Regions from separate parts of the Sus scrofa genome. Here regions 2 and 3 are each linked to region 1. A link is a contact called in public Hi-C and HiChIP or PLAC-seq data. All regions are on one chromosome and are shown on one strand. The core of a region is the stretch at or near the end of the contact, and the rest is flanking DNA. Distances in the headings are between cores, read along the strand shown. Region 1 overlaps ADAMTS9 (A disintegrin and metalloproteinase with thrombospondin motifs 9). Region 2 overlaps LOC106505633 (a long non-coding RNA gene). Region 3 overlaps LOC106505633 (a long non-coding RNA gene).

Evidence for each region. A called contact is a pair of places that touch in the nucleus more often than the background predicts. HiChIP or PLAC-seq counts read pairs in DNA pulled down with a chosen protein or histone mark.
Region 2: a Hi-C map of retroperitoneal adipose tissue shows a contact between it and region 1, with 2.7 times the contacts expected there. The contact joins two enhancer-like sites. A contact is called at or near these places in 2 of 47 Hi-C or Micro-C datasets (omental adipose tissue and retroperitoneal adipose tissue) and 1 of 2 datasets of contacts at active chromatin or transcription factors (skeletal muscle).
Region 3: a contact with region 1 is called in an H3K27ac HiChIP or PLAC-seq map of skeletal muscle, with 8 times the contacts expected there. The contact joins two enhancer-like sites. A contact is called at or near these places in 8 of 47 Hi-C or Micro-C datasets (embryonic fibroblasts, epiblast stem cells, fetal heart ventricle and 5 more) and 1 of 2 datasets of contacts at active chromatin or transcription factors (skeletal muscle).

What each region holds. Positions count from the first base shown.
Region 1 is chr13:46,046,328-46,049,203 of Sscrofa11.1, reverse strand. It overlaps ADAMTS9 (A disintegrin and metalloproteinase with thrombospondin motifs 9), which reads left to right. Exons shown (of 40, transcript XM_003132298.6): 38 at 2,052-2,156. Among named protein-coding and RNA genes, the nearest start is that of PRICKLE2, 79 kb to the right of the region's middle. Within about 2 kb of position 1,518, at least 16 of the 83 cell types and tissues checked have an H3K27ac peak or open chromatin away from gene starts, as enhancers often do. A contact at or near this core is called in retroperitoneal adipose tissue and skeletal muscle, where this site is marked.
Region 2 is chr13:46,419,523-46,422,728 of Sscrofa11.1, reverse strand. All of the region lies in intron 3 of LOC106505633 (a long non-coding RNA gene), which reads right to left. Among named protein-coding and RNA genes, the nearest start is that of ADAMTS9, 210 kb to the right of the region's middle. Within about 2 kb of position 1,853, at least 6 of the 83 cell types and tissues checked have an H3K27ac peak or open chromatin away from gene starts, as enhancers often do. A contact at or near this core is called in retroperitoneal adipose tissue and skeletal muscle, where this site is marked.
Region 3 is chr13:46,472,829-46,475,711 of Sscrofa11.1, reverse strand. All of the region lies in intron 5 of LOC106505633 (a long non-coding RNA gene), which reads right to left. Among named protein-coding and RNA genes, the nearest start is that of ADAMTS9, 270 kb to the right of the region's middle. Within about 2 kb of position 1,406, at least 9 of the 83 cell types and tissues checked have an H3K27ac peak or open chromatin away from gene starts, as enhancers often do. A contact at or near this core is called in skeletal muscle, where this site is marked.

The DNA.
Region 1 (2,876 bases), core at 269-2,768:
ATCCCCCAGACCTCAGCATTCCTGGGGCTGGATAAGTCTCTGTTGTGGGGACCATGCTGTGCATTGTAGGATATTTGGCAACATCTCTGGTCTCTCTCTACCAGCAGCTAATGGCACACACACATCCACCATCTGTGGTAACGTGACCACCAAAAATATCTCCAGATATTGCCAACTCCCCTGGGAGCAAATTCGACCTCTGATGCGCTCCACTGATTTAGAGCAAATTTAGTCCTCCCATCACCTCTGTGAACAGAAATCCTACTTGTCCCCAGTGTACAGGTGTGGAACTTAAGGGCCCCAAAGAGTTCATAAACTCTGGTTAGCAAGTATTTATGGAACCAACATGGAGAGGAAACCTCCAAGTTATACCTAGTCCTGGAATTTTTTTTTTTTCTTTTTAGGACCACACCTGCAGCATATGGAAGAACCCAGGCTAGGAGCCTAATTGGAGCTGCAGCTACCAGCCTACACCACACCACAGCAAAACTGGATCTGGGCCGTACCTATGACCTACGCCGCAGCTTGTGGCCATGCTTGATCTTTAACCCACGGAGGGAGGCCAGGGATCAAAACTGCATCCTCATGGACAGACACTGTGTTGGGTCGTTAACCTGCTAAGCCACAATGAACTTTCCTGGAAGTCTTAATTGAAGAGCTTGGACATAATATTTAGGAAGACTCTATCAAGTGTCTAGACATGTTAAAAACTATAACTGATAAAAATAAATAAATATCAAGCCCTTCCTCTCAAGGAGCTTACTGTTGTATTGGAGAAAAAAGTAACACAAAACAGTTGTGTGTGTGACTTTATCAGGGCTTATATCAGTATTTTTTTTTTTTTTTTTTTGCCACATCCACAGCATGCGGAAGTTTCCAGGCCAGATATGAACACACAGCAGCAACCTGAGCCATGGCAGTGACAATGCCAGATCCTTAACCCACTGCACCACAAGGGAACTCCCAGTATCAGTATTTCTGAATATCTACAAGGTACCAGCCATAATTTAGTCCTCTCTACACTTTTCTGAAGGAGGTGCTTCCACTTTACAGGTAGAGAAACCAACGTTCTTACAAGGTTAAAAAAAAAAAAAAAAAAGCTGAATTTACACTTAGGTCTGATTGAGTATGAGTCTCCGCCTCGCTGCTCTCCTTGACTTATTAAAGACCACTTTGACAAAGAACTCGATCATAAAGCTCAGAGAGGAAGCATTCACTCACTGTGAGCACGTTCATCCAGAAAGTACACTTTTACCTCTGAAACTTTCTTGGAGTAGGAAACCTCAAGTATTTTTTTAGATGACTTTGCGGAGTCATTTTTGAAAGAGAGAAAGAAACGGAGACAGATGGCCAGATGGCGAAAGCAAGAGAGACTCGCCGTTGCACAGACTCCTTGGAAAGAAAAAGGGAAACACCCGAGGCCACGTTTGGGAAGGAATCCCGGATCCAGGCTGGGAGGTCCGGGTTCCCCTGGCCCCTGAAGGAAGCGGCGGTGCGGGCCCCGCAGCCTAGAGCAGGTCGCGCGCGCCCTCTGCTGGCAGGTCCCGAGAAAGCGCCTCTCCTTTGAAGTCCCCGCCCCGCTGTGCTTAGGACTCGGCGTGCTCAGCGCCGCGGGGAGCTGAAGCCCAGGAAGCTTTGGCAGCGAGATCTTGTTAGAAAAATTACACTGTGGCATTTTGTTTCTGAAGGAATCTGATAATTGTGAGCAACATCAGGATTGCTGTGTTAGGGACGCAGAATAGCGGTGCTTGAGAGCGAGGACTTTGAAGTCAGGAAAATGTGCGTTGGGCTCTCCCTGTCTCCTGGAAAAAGTGAACCACCTGCGCCGGGCCTTAGTGTTACCGTGTGTACAGAAAACTCCTTTCAAAGAGCTCTGGTGAGAGTGGATGAGATGATGTACATAAAATGTCCCCCCTCCCCATGAATCCTCAGTCATTAGTAGCTATCGTAATTAATTAATATTTTTCTCCACCTTACCTTTGATGATAGTGTGGCCTTTGCTTGGGATGTCATGTGGACTAAAAATCTTTCTCATTGGCGGTTTATTCCAGGGTCGTTTCAGCATCAACCTTTATGGAACTGGCCTGTCTCTAGCTGAATCTGCCAGATGGATCTCTCAAGGGAATTATGCTGTCTCTGACATCAAGAAGTCCCCGGTAAGGTTACCAATGGGTTGGAGGATGGGTTTTGTTTTCTCTTTCTTCCTCTCTCCCTCCCCCTGAGGTAGTGATGCTAAAGGAGCAGGGTGTGCTTTTCCACTTTCTCAAACCATTTTACAAAGTGTCAGGGAGAAAATTGAGGACGGAAATCAAAGTTCAGCATGTACAGGTGACTGGAGCATAGTCTTACTTCCCTTCTGGTGAATTCTTCCCAGTGTGAACATGCGAAGCACTGGTGTGATTAAAAGGATGCCTAGGTAGGAAACAAAAGCAATCAGCAGCCTCAGCAAAGTGTGTGGCTCAGACTACACACTCAGTTAATTAGCCAACATGCCATCCACCTGTGAGAACTTAGGACAATGATGTCTGTTTCAGAAGAACTGAAATACAAATGGGGCTGTGGTCCTTCAATCAGGAGGGTTTCTGGAGAGTTTGAGAAGCACGCACAGGTTCTGCAAGTCTGTTTTTCATGCTCCAGCATCTTGTTGCTTAAGGGTGTGTCCCTGCAGAGCGTCCACCTCAACCAAGAGCTTGTAGACAATGCAGTTTCTGGGGCTTCAGAGCAGGATCTTTGCCAGGACAGCTGGCAAAGTTCTGGTCAATGTGCTGTTTCTCAGCCTGGGCGTGTGTTGGAATCACGTGGGAGAGTTTAGCATGCATGTGCCCAGCCCCTCCCAGATGCACTGATGCAGGGGGAGAAGTTAAATTCCCCAGGTG
Region 2 (3,206 bases), core at 604-3,103, 370 kb before region 1:
GAGGTTGTTTCTGGGAAGGTGATACCCCATACATTGTCATTAAGCATTGAAACCAGTACTCAGAAAATAAAAGCATTGCAGTGGCAGTATTGTTTAAGATGGTGCATCATGGTGACGAGGTCTGGGTATGGCAGAGAGTCACAAACTCTGGTCCTTGAAGGTTGGCATTCCCTTCACTTTCTCTGATTGGCTCCTTTGAGAGATGTTAGCCCTTTTGTTTTCCCTCCATCTCTACTGACCCTGGCTATTCAATTCTCACAGTGAGAGAAGGTACTCCTAGAATTAGAAATGACAAGAGAGAATCTACAGTCATGATGAAACTTTTCAGAACCTAGGAACCTCTTGGAAATGAGTGAGTGCTGAACACTGTGCCCTTAGTACTCACAAACAGGAATTAAATAGTTTAATAAACAGTGCATGTCCCATAAATGTCCATTCTCCATCTTCCCAACCATTAACAAAATAAATAGGGCGATGTTAGTGTGGTTTGAGGTTATCTGACTGGGGGATAGGCCGGGGACATTAGGGCACATACATGCCCAAGGAGATCAGAGAGGATGACCAGCACATACAAAGGAAGAAGTAAGGTTGTTCAATTATTTCATAACAAGAGATATGCCATTTGTGATGGTTCTTTGTGATAATTCATATTTTACTTGACTACTAACTCCCACTTCCCTTTCCTTAAGTCCTTTTTCTATAGAGTTTCTAGAACAGCAAAAGGGAAGTGGAAGACCTATAATTTAGAACAGATAAAACCTGAAGTTCATATTTTGGCTCTGCCTCTAATTAGCTGGGTGGTTGTAGACCAATCACTTAGTTTTTATAGGTCCTAGTTTTCTTAGTAGTTCAGTGAAGAAATATTACTTATCTCTTTGGGGTTTTTTTGTGAAATAAAGAAAAGGATGTATGTTAAGTGCCTGGAATACACAAGACCCTCAAAATAGTAACTGTTATTTTCAGTCAAATAGAAATGAAATTATATTGATGCTCCAGTGAAGTTTCCCAATTAAAGATACCTAACCACTCTCCATAAAGGGAGAGCTGCACCTCATACCTGGTAATTAACAGCAGGTGTAACTGATTATAATTTTAACTTGTCATTTTTTTTCTAGGTGGATTTCTGACCATTTAAACAAAGTTGGAAAATCTAGAGAAAAAGAAAATCAGAAGTCCCATAGTATAGGGACTTACAAGAATCCAGATTTGATCATAGATAAATTGTTGTTAAAAGAATTTTTGTAAACACAGGGTTAAGATCCTTAGGAGGGTAGTTGATCTGTTTCACTTTATCATTTCTTGGTTTCTTAAACCCAGTGACACAAACTGTGCTGCCCTCTTAGCCTGGGAAATCCCTAAAGCGGAAACTGGGGGAGGAGGAGGGGAAAAGAGCCCCTTTGTGATTTTCTCAAAATGAATCACCAGTGATTAGAGCCAATTCAGTTTTGGATTCGTTCAACTATGTCACCTTGAAAAGTGGAAGCACCTTTGCCTTTCCCTTTTCCTTTCTTTGTTCTGCAGCCAGCCACACCCCCTTGGGTCCACCACACCCCCTCACCTCTTACACAAAGACCTTCAGAATTGGGCCATTTCAGCAGCCTCCATGGAGAAGAGACCTGGGGGACCTCTCCCCTCCACTCCCAGCCTTCAGTCTCCTCTGGCAAGTGCTAGTTGACTCAGTTTTCCCTCTGGGTGATTTTGGAGTTTTGCTTTTCCTCTCTTTCAGTAACTTCCCATTAGCTAGGTAATAATGTTTGCTCAATGGAGTTAGCAGATGCCTACGTGGGTAAAACTACTACTGTTCATGGTGAAGACTCTGAGAGTCCTTGGTTAATTGTTTTAATGGCAATAAGCACTCTTCGCACATGCCTTGGTATGCTTTCATGTTGGCTAGAACACCCAGGAAGATGACCTAAGCAAACAAAGGCATCTGGTGGGATTAGATGGGGAGAGGCTCCTGTCATGGTCTGTTTGGACCCACTTAGGGATGTGGAGGGGGGAGGAGGAGCTGTGATCTTCCTTCCCCTTTTCATGTTTTCCCTCTGTTCCAGGGAGCAGAAAACAATAGTGCTTTAAGGAGGGCAAAGCTGATGCTTGGACAGAGTTTTTATTATTTATTTATTTTAATTTTTTTTATTTTTTATTTTTTGCTTTTTAGGGCCATAACTGTGGTATATGGAGGTTCCCAGACTAGAGGTCGAATAGGAGCTGTAGCCACTGGCCTACGCCACAGCCACAGAATGAGAGATCCAAGCCATGTCTGCGACCTCCACCACAGCTCATGGCAATGCTGGATCCTTAACGCACTGAGCAAAGCCAGGGATCAAGCCCACATCCTCATGGATACTAATTAGATTCGTTTCCCCTGAGCCACAACGGGAATTCCCTGAGACAGAGTTTTTAAATTCAGTTCTCCCCGATTTGATTCAGCCAACCACGCCTGAGCTCCAACTCTGGGAGTTATGAGGCTGGGTTAGGTCCTAACCCTGCCCCACCTGGAGCTGCCTCCTTGAAATAGAGATGGACATGAAGAAGCCTATGTTACAGCACACCTGCCTTTTCCACACGCCAGCCTGGTGCTCCAAACCCTGACTGAATGAACACACCCCACTTTCACAGATTTTTTTCCTTAAAACCATATCAAGAGGATATCACTCACTCACTACTTTTCTTTAAAATGACTTTCTGTCTCTCTTTTTCACTTAGCCTCATTCTCATCCATACACTCTGCGAAATCCAGCGTCTGATGTATTAGTTACATGGTTACAAATGCACATGAAAATAAATGCATAAGCAAGTGGACCTGTTCCCCCATGTACCACATACCTACTGCACCTCATATATCCTCAGTGGGGTGGGATTGACCATTCATGAAGAATCACTGCCGTATGGCGCACTGCATGTAGATACTTGACAGAGCTCTTTGCAGAGCCCATCCCATGAAGTCAGAAAGGAGAGGGAGGTGAGAGAGGTAGAAAGTTGGGGGAACAGAGGACTTGTCTGCAGATACTTTTTTTTTAAGTGGAATTTATTTATCTATCTATTTTGTGATTTTTATTTTTTCCATTATAGTTGATTCAGAGCTGAGATTGAAAGCATAAATGGGAGTTTGCTAGGGAATCCTAGGAAAAGGGGGATCCAGACAGAAATCGCAGAGAGTGCTAAATGTGAAGTATTAGGAAAAGGAGTAAGGTTGCTAAATGTGA
Region 3 (2,883 bases), core at 157-2,656, 430 kb before region 1:
ATCCTTGGATTCTGAGAATCTCAGCCTCTTAAAGTATGAAGGAAATTTAATCCCCAGGTTTTTAACTTTAAGTGGAATATTGGGCTCCTCCAAGCACTCGATTCAAGCTATTCAGGCATCTGTGTCCCCAAACATACATACAAGAAACTTTGTGTAGTTAGATCCTATTCACAAACTTATCTTTGTCTTTTTAAGTGAGGAGATAAAGACCCAGGAAGGTCAAGTCAAATACCCAAGTTCACTTAACCTCTAACCTGATCCTCTTCAAATCATTCATCCCTGCCTCTTGAGAGGGCTGAGGTAACCTCAGGTCTTCCTCAGCTCTTTCTAGAAATACTAGTACCTTCAGTTTCATTCATCTATTCAGTAGTATTGGGTAACCCTTCCATGTGTCAGGCACTGTGTTATGCATTCTTCTTTCCCATAGTGCAGGTGTCTACACCAAAGAAGAATCAATTGATGGGCTTAACTTTTGATCTTTCCAGTTGGTAAAGTTTCAGAGAACATTGTTTTTGTCCTATGAAGATAACAGATCTCTAACACAGTTCTGACTCTACTCAGAATCATTAATGTTCTTCCATTGTTCCTAAGACCAAAGCCATTCCCTGCCTGATGTTGAAGGACCATGCATACATGGGAAATGATATCCAGGCTCATCTTCCCAGAACCCCTTACTCAAGACAAATCATTAAAAAAAAAAAAAAAAAAAAAAAAAAAAAAAAAAACAGATTCAAGCCATATTTTCCCAGAAATTTACCATTGTTCTTTTCATTTTTCAAGTCCTGGGTAATATCATCCTTCTTCCCTGCATCCTTTTCTGCTTAGCTAACTTAAAATCCTCCTCTTTCTCTTAATTCCTACAGCTCATATTGCTATGCCCAATTGGGGGCTAGTGGTTAATCATCCTGCATCTCTTCACATATATATGACTTAGCATTGAAGCTTTTTGAGGATGGCTAGCCTGTCAATGGTTCATTATATATCCTCCCTCATTTAATGGATTTGTTCAAATGAAGACTAGTAAAAATGGTCTCCCTTCAAAAGATTCTCAAATTACTTCTATTTTTAGTAGTTGACTATTAACAGAAAGCCCAGTCCATTCACATATTGAAATCCTTGAAGCTGCCTTGAATGTGGATTCCCTTGGCCAAGAATACTCTCATTTTAATTTGCTTCCAGAGTCCAGAAAACCTTGGAAGGCTGCCTTATGGGGTGATGGAATGAAAAACCAGATCAAACCAACCAGACATGGGCTTCTTCTATACATGAACGTTCCACAGCCCAAGACAGCAGCTCCCATTTCACTTCTTGGCCCCTAACTGCCTCCTGGTTATAATTAAGTACTTCAAAGTCTTCTAAACACCCTTTTGGAAATGACTACCCCAAATACAAAATGATGTCCAAACGGATGTAAATCATCACACAGCAGGGAGGGAGAGGCATGGAACACGGTGACCAGCGCTTGGACTAATCAGAAAGCCTAGTCTCTTGATGAGGATTTTTGTTTTCTCATTCATCGTCCCTCCAGCCACTGAATTCTCAAGTGGCCAATTTGCTCCCTATTGGTAATCAGCTAGTTATTTTTACTCTCATGTCTCTCGCTGGGACTGTCAGACTCTTTGGAACCATTCATCACCCACAGGGGCCTAACCCTTCTGTGGCGGGAAGTGGGGGAGGGAGGCTATTATCCTGGAACAGATAAGTAGAAAACTCTTTTGCCATTTATATTCATTTTTTAAACAATGATTTCCCTGATGAGGTAAGTTAAATAATGATACAACTGGGTAAGAGTGAAACAATGAAAGCTTCACGGGTAAGTGCATTAGGCAATGGAAAAGGTCTCCAGCTGTGAATTCTGTGACTCTGAAATAACTTGTTCTTAGATTGTCTTTACAACCCCGCAAAGAAGCATCATCTTACATTCATGACTTACATTTGCAGCTGCCTCTGTGAAAATTATAAACCCAGGAAGGAGAGTTTGAAATATGTATAAGGCGTTGGTGGTTATTCCAAGCAACTGCAGTCCACCAACCAGGAGGAAGGTAGCCTTTGAAGGTTTTTTTTTCAGTAAGTTTACACTTTTTAAAATTGTAGTTGATTTACAATGTTACTTCAATTTCTATTATACAGCAAAGTGACCCAATCACACACAGTTTCCTCTGCTGTACAGTAGGGCCCCCTTGTCCAGCCATTCCAAATGTAGCAGTTTGCACCTGAGGCAGGAAAGTTTGGGCTTTTCTTTTTTCATTGGTTCCCCCAGGTCCTCTCAATTAGAGCCTCTCTCTTTGGTTTGTCTGTTGTCTCATTTTTCTCTAGCAATCACTGTCTCTGTCTGTCTCTAATGACAGACAGTTCCAAATGCAGTTTTAGGGATTCCATTTTTCTGAGTTCGCTACTCTTGCAAATGAAACCCTAGTGTCAGTACATTTTCTCATTAGTGAGTATCTCATTGGATCTCCTCTTGGATCTCCCTCAGTCCTTCAGAAGAACCCAATATCAATCCCTCAAGGCTGGCTGTGCTCACTGGAGTTCCAAGTTTACATTTCTGAAGTCCATGTTCAGCCTTAACAAAGATGTTAGTGTGACACAAATTGGCATTTTCTTGGCCCTTCCTTTGCTCATAATTTCATTTCTTGGAAGGAAGCTGAGTGGTGAACAGCCCTTCTAGCTCTTTCCTCAGAGACTCTCTGAAGTGGGGTAGCAGCAACATGATTTGAATCTTGAAATTTTTATCTTCCTCCACTGTTTTTCATGTCTCCTACCCTTTCTTGTGTCCTCTATGTTTCATATAAACATACACATATGTAAGTTCACTTGTAGGTGTGTCTGTCACTAAGGAGAATCAAAAGATACTGACATTTTTATAATATCTGGCCTTACATT